2 separate regions of the Mus musculus genome follow, and region 2 is linked to region 1. A link is a contact called in public Micro-C data. All regions are on one chromosome and are shown on one strand. Each heading gives the region's core, a stretch centred on a gene start, on an enhancer-like site or on the middle of the called end of the contact. The rest is flanking DNA. Distances are from core to core; before and after follow the strand shown.

Region 1 (2,700 bases), core at 158-2,657:
ATGTGAGAGACATTATTTATGAAACTTGCCAGGCTCCTTAAATGACATGTACAATATAAGTGCAAAGACAGGGAGCGTCAATAAAGATGTTGGAATCACTATGTTCCTTTTCTGTATTTGGCGCCTTATGGATTGGGAGTTACCGGGGGCGGGGGTGGGGTGGGAACAAACTAGAGCATTTTTTATGGCTGAAAGAATACTGTGTAAATTAACCCCAGTCGTTATGTAAAACATCCCATACCTGCCAGCTTCCAGGCTTTAGACATTTGGGGTTTGATTTTGGCTGGAAAACCACATCCAGATGTCCTTGAAGGTCAGGGTGTACCGTGGCCCTGCGGCTGAAGAGGGCCTCTGTTAGGGGAGGTGAGCTGGTTGCAGGCTAATGAGCCTGACTTCTTGTTGCTCCACTGCACAGCTCACTGGCAGAGATAGCACTACAAACTCTGGCTACAAACTCTGGTTCCTAAGCAACAAGCCCCCCCCCCATATAAAATGGGGGGCCGGCTGGAAACGGAGATCATTTGAGAAGACAAGCACATTTGGGTCTGGGAGGCCTGACACGACACTTTCCCAACAGCAGCACACAGCTCTAGGCACCCAGGTCTGTCAGCCAGCACCTGTAGGGAAAGGCAACTCCCCCAGGTCCCTAGTGGAAGGCGCAGACAGGGAAACCAGTTTCAATAGCCTTGCCTTGCTCCTAAACCAGTTGGCAGAAGAGTCTAATGTAGTCAAAATATACTAGGTTCCAAGGACTGTCTGCAAAGTTATTATGGGATATTTGGAAGGCGGGTCATGGACTGCCCGGTTTTCCACAGCTGGGGAGTTGGCTACCAAGGTCAGCGTGCCCTCTGCTGTCTGAGAAATGACGCATGGAAAACCCTGAGCAGCAGTACTTTTAGGAAAGCCCGGCTGGCTCACACGAATGTTTCTGTCCGTTTCCTTCCCTCTTCTTTGAAGACCATATTCAGTGCCAAAGTGGCCAAGTGTTCAGTGGCTGTAAGGCAGGGGCCCGACCGGAGATGTACGGCCACTGTGTTCCCCATTCCCAGACAGGTCTCTCGAGCATCCAACAGACCTTGATCATCCAGTGTGTGACTTCGTTACTGGCAGAGGTGCACTTAGCTAGCTCGCTCTATCCAACAAGCAAGGCGGAGTGAGCTGGGCCACAGCAGTAGGCATGTGCTCACTGGAAGACAAAACAGGATGCAAACTGGACTCCAGCCCACGCAGGAGATGGGTTTAAAATGGGAGCCCCAGTCTTTTTTTGGAGATGAAAAACAGGGACAGCTAGAGCGTGTCTGGAGGAGGGGAGTTTGGAGCAATGGCCCCTCCCTAAGTCACCACACCCCTTCTAGTCATGTGTCCATGAGTGAGTCAGAGGTATAAACAGAGTTTAAGTACTTACTCAGTACTTTTAATTGATGCTGGCCTCAAGTAGTCCTCCTAAGAGGACTAAGTGACTGGTACATACCACAGGGTCACCAGGTTCAGGGTACAACTTCTCTAATCAGGGAGCTTTGGTGACTTGAGAAAAAGGCAGTGCTTTTTAAGAACTGGAGCAATTTGCCCTTGATACGTACCACCACCAAACGGCACCATTAAAATGACTAAATACTATTAAATGGGATCTGCAAGGAGGAATGCCTGAGGTGTATTTTAAATCATTTCCAGATTAGCATATAGTCAGCATTCCCAGTGACGATTGGTCTTGTTTCCCACGTATCTGCTTCATGAAAGGAAGTGGATACCATAACTCCAGGCCTACAGTCTCAAGAGTGGCGGTGTCTGGCCCCCATCCACTTTGTAAACACAATCTGTGCTTCTCTTGTGCCATCTTACCATGGAAGGAGGTACACATGCAGGTACAGGGGTGAGGGCTGCCAAACTCTATCCTCTCATAGCACTTAAAACTGCCTAGAGGAATCAGATATTTTCTAGGACAAAAATATAGCCCCACTGCCAAGACTTGTGGTTCCTGTGCGATCCAGCAGACGTAGTATCTGCTGCCCAGTGACCTGAGGGAGGATGATGTCACATTAACTTTTGCCATCAATCATATGATGTGGGCTTGTGCTACAAAAAGTTCATGGGTACTCTGTTAATCTGATGGACTGTTACCTGCTGCTACCCAGGAAAGGCTTAATAAAGGTGAGGCATTAAAACTGAGCAGCATGGCCAGGAGACTCTGAAGGGCTGGTGTGGGAACTAGAGTGTAGGGAAATGATGGATGGACAAATCACTTCTTGACAGAATCTACAAGGCAGACATAGTTCCTGTGGGCGGAGCTTCTCTTCTGGAGCCAGGGTTTGCAAGGGAGCAACAGGAAGAGGTCGTCCCTCCTTTAGACAAGCAAGTCAGCAAAGCCAAAGTGATGTTTATGTATAACTGGTAATTGTAATTATCAATCTCTGGCACTGATACGGTCAAAGTCCCTGAAGGAAGGAGCCCAATGCAATCAGTTTATGTTAGTTTATTATTGTAACATTTTTTTGTGAACATCAAACACTGCACCAAAATATGAGCCATTCATCTGAAGACAACATCTTTACCATATTGAAGGTACTGCACTGATGTTTACAATGATTACGGACAACTTAAAGCTGCTTAGTGGCACTGCTCTCTAATAATCAAGTACTTCATCAGCTGAATGGAATCATTAGCAGGGAACTCTTTCCTCTGCCTTCAGGTCAAAAAAAGAAT
Region 2 (2,700 bases), core at 107-2,606, 100 kb before region 1:
TTAACAAGACTATCTCAAAAGGGAAAAAAAAAATCATTTCATTGGATGATATATAAACAAATGACTGACCTTGTTAAAACCAATGCAAAACTTACCATTAATTTGAAACAAATTAAAATGAAATGAGTGTAGTATCTAAAACTGAAAAGGGACAGTCTCATATTGGAAAAGCTCTAACTTGCATGTATAATTGAAATTTTTTATCTCATATCTGTTGGGTTGGAAGTTCATGGTCAGAGTGATTGGCAGAGGTGATTTCTTCTAGGAGCCATGAGTGAAGGAAGAGTCTGTTTCAGAGCCTCTCGCCTTTCCTTGTAATTGGCTATCTTCCTCATGTCTCTTTTAATGTATGTGTCATCATGTCTGCCTTTCCCCTTTCTGAGGACAGCAGTGACACTGGATTAGAGACTGAACAACCTCAGCCTGATCGTTTCTGTAAAAATACCATCTCTAAGCTGGGTGTAGTGGTTCACAGTCTCATTTTATTTTATTTTTTAAATTTCTATTTCAACTTTACCATTTTTTTTGATATTGTATTTATTTACATTTCAAATGTTATTCCCCTATCCCATTCCCCCTCCCCCTGCTTCTGTGAGGGTGTTCCCCCACCCACCCACCCACTCCTGCCTCCCCGCCCTGGCATTCCCCTACACTGGTGTATCGAGCCTTCACAGGACCAAGGATCTCTCCTCCCACTGATGCCAGATAAGTCCAGCTTCTGCTACATATACAGCTGGAGCCATGGGTCCCTCCATGAGTACTCCTTGGTTGGTGTTTTAGTCCCTGGGAGCTCTGGGGGCTCTAGTTGGTGGATTATTGTTGTTCTTTCTATGAGGTTGCAAACCCCTTCAGCTCCTTCAGTCCTTTCCCTAATGCTCCACTGGGGACACCGTGCTCAGTCCAATGGTTGACTGCAAGCACCCACCTCTGTATTTGTCAGGCTTTGGCAAAGCCTCTCTGGAGACAGTTGAGGCTCCTGTCAGCAAGCACTTCTTGGCATCCACAGTAGTGTCTGGGTTTGGTGTCTGTATATGGGATGGATCCCCAGGTGGGGCAGTCTCTGGATGGCCTTTCCTTCTGTCTCTGCTCCACACTCTGTCCCCGTATTTCCTTTAGACAGGAGTGTGAGTACAAGGCTAACATGCACAATATACTGAGCTCTCGGCCAGCCTAGGGTGGACTGTGAAAGGGAAAATCCTGTCTCGTATTTAAAGGCCACATGATGTTATACCAGTGCTTCTCAGCCTTTAAAGCTGCAACCTTTACTAACATTCCTCATGTCATGATGGCCACCCCCCACCATAAGGTTATTTCATTGTTACTGCATAACTGTAAGTTTACTTCTGTTATGAATCATAATGTAAACATCTGACATGCACGATACCTGATATGTGAGCCTCCCGAGGGATTGCCAACCCACTGGTTGAGAACAGTGGAAGTTATGGGGTCAAGAGCATAATGATTTTGAAAGAACAAAGTTCTGTTTACTGTTTGTTGGTGCCTTTGCAGGCAGCTAGGCTCACCAGCATTTAGCATCTTTACAAGAGGGCAGTTTACCACTGGAGTATCTTTAATTGTTTAATAACTTACATTCTTTTGTGTTTGTAGGCCTTTGTCTTAGGGTTTCTAGGTTTTTTTATGTTTTTGTTTTGTTTTGTGTTGTTTTTCAAGACAAGGTTTCTCTGTGTAGCCCTGGTTATTACCCTGGCATTCTTTCTATATACCAGGCTGGTCTCTGCTTCCCAAGGGCTGGGTTAATTAAAGGCAAGTGCTACCTCTACCACCACCCCACCCCCAGCTCAGCCTGCTCACTGGGCCATCTATGTAGCTCCTGCCCCCAGTTTTACCTTGTGTTCACCTTTAGAAAGCATATAAGTCCAAATCAAAACCAAGAATGCATAATCATTTCTCTTACCAAACCAAGTAATTTGAAATTTGCAGACTTTTAGCTCACTACCAGGCAGTGGTGGCATATGCCTTTAATCTCAGCAGAGGCAGACAGATCTCTGAGTTTGAGGCCAGTTTAGTCTTCAGAGCCAGTTCTAGGACAGCCAGGACTACACAGAGAAACTCTGTCTTGAAATAACAAACAAAAAAATTTGGCTCACTAAATTTACTGTATTTTTTTTTCAATTCAATTTTTTTCAATTAGCCCACGCCTGTAGACCTAGCCTACAGCTAGCTGGCTCAGAGAGTTTAATCTCATGGTGACATTGCACATCAAACAGTAAAGTGACCACTCATATTGTTGTACTTTAAGGGTCTTTTCAATGGCAGATTTAACACCAAAAATAAATAAAAGTGCCAGTTTTCTGGAAGAGCATCTGTGATGTTCCTCTGGCATTATACTTTTTTAAGATGTAATTTTATTTCTATAAATTATATATAGTCTATGTAAATATTTCATATAATTCAGATACTATTTAAGCTTTAACGTTAGATTGGATTAGATGTTTGTAATGTGCTGAATTATAATGCTCTTCGATCACACTTGAGGGTGGTGAGTGTGAGTGTGTGTGTGTGTGTGTGCGTGTGCGTGTGTGTACAGGCCGGAGGAGGATATCAGATGAAGTGCTGCACTAGCTGTAACCTTTCCTTAAGCCAGGGTCTCACTGACACTGGAGCCTGCGCGTTGGTCCGGGTGGAGTGGGTTGGTGTGGGGTTAGGAGGCTGGCTGGTTAGCAAGCCCATTGACCCACC

Evidence for each region. A called contact is a pair of places that touch in the nucleus more often than the background predicts.
Region 2: a contact with region 1 is called in a Micro-C map of palatal mesenchyme, with 1.6 times the contacts expected there. The contact joins two enhancer-like sites. A contact is called at or near these places in 11 of 39 promoter capture datasets (the 3T3-L1 cell line, 3T3-L1-derived adipocytes, the HPC-7 cell line and 7 more), 29 of 484 Hi-C or Micro-C datasets (3T3-L1-derived adipocytes, the AML12 cell line, the C10 cell line and 18 more), 7 of 115 datasets of contacts at active chromatin or transcription factors (DN3 thymocytes, the HPC-7 cell line, acute myeloid leukemia and 4 more) and 3 of 9 other capture datasets (adipose tissue, liver and pancreatic islet).

What each region holds. Positions count from the first base shown.
Region 1 is chr17:71,249,573-71,252,272 of GRCm38.p6, reverse strand. Lpin2 (lipin 2) reads right to left here. Exons shown (of 20, transcript NM_001357791.1): 20 at 2,455-2,700. Emilin2 (elastin microfibril interfacer 2) reads left to right here. Exons shown (of 8, transcript NM_145158.4): 8 at 1-101. Among named protein-coding and RNA genes, the nearest start is that of Emilin2, 60 kb to the left of the region's middle. Within about 2 kb of position 1,407, at least 104 of the 459 cell types and tissues checked have an H3K27ac peak or open chromatin away from gene starts, as enhancers often do. A contact at or near this core is called in the C2C12 cell line, embryonic fibroblasts, palatal mesenchyme and 1 more, where this site is marked.
Region 2 is chr17:71,354,402-71,357,101 of GRCm38.p6, reverse strand. All of the region lies in intron 44 of Smchd1 (SMC hinge domain containing 1), which reads left to right. Among named protein-coding and RNA genes, the nearest start is that of 4930471L23Rik, 40 kb to the right of the region's middle. Within about 2 kb of position 1,356, at least 21 of the 459 cell types and tissues checked have an H3K27ac peak or open chromatin away from gene starts, as enhancers often do. A contact at or near this core is called in the C2C12 cell line, embryonic fibroblasts, palatal mesenchyme and 1 more, where this site is marked.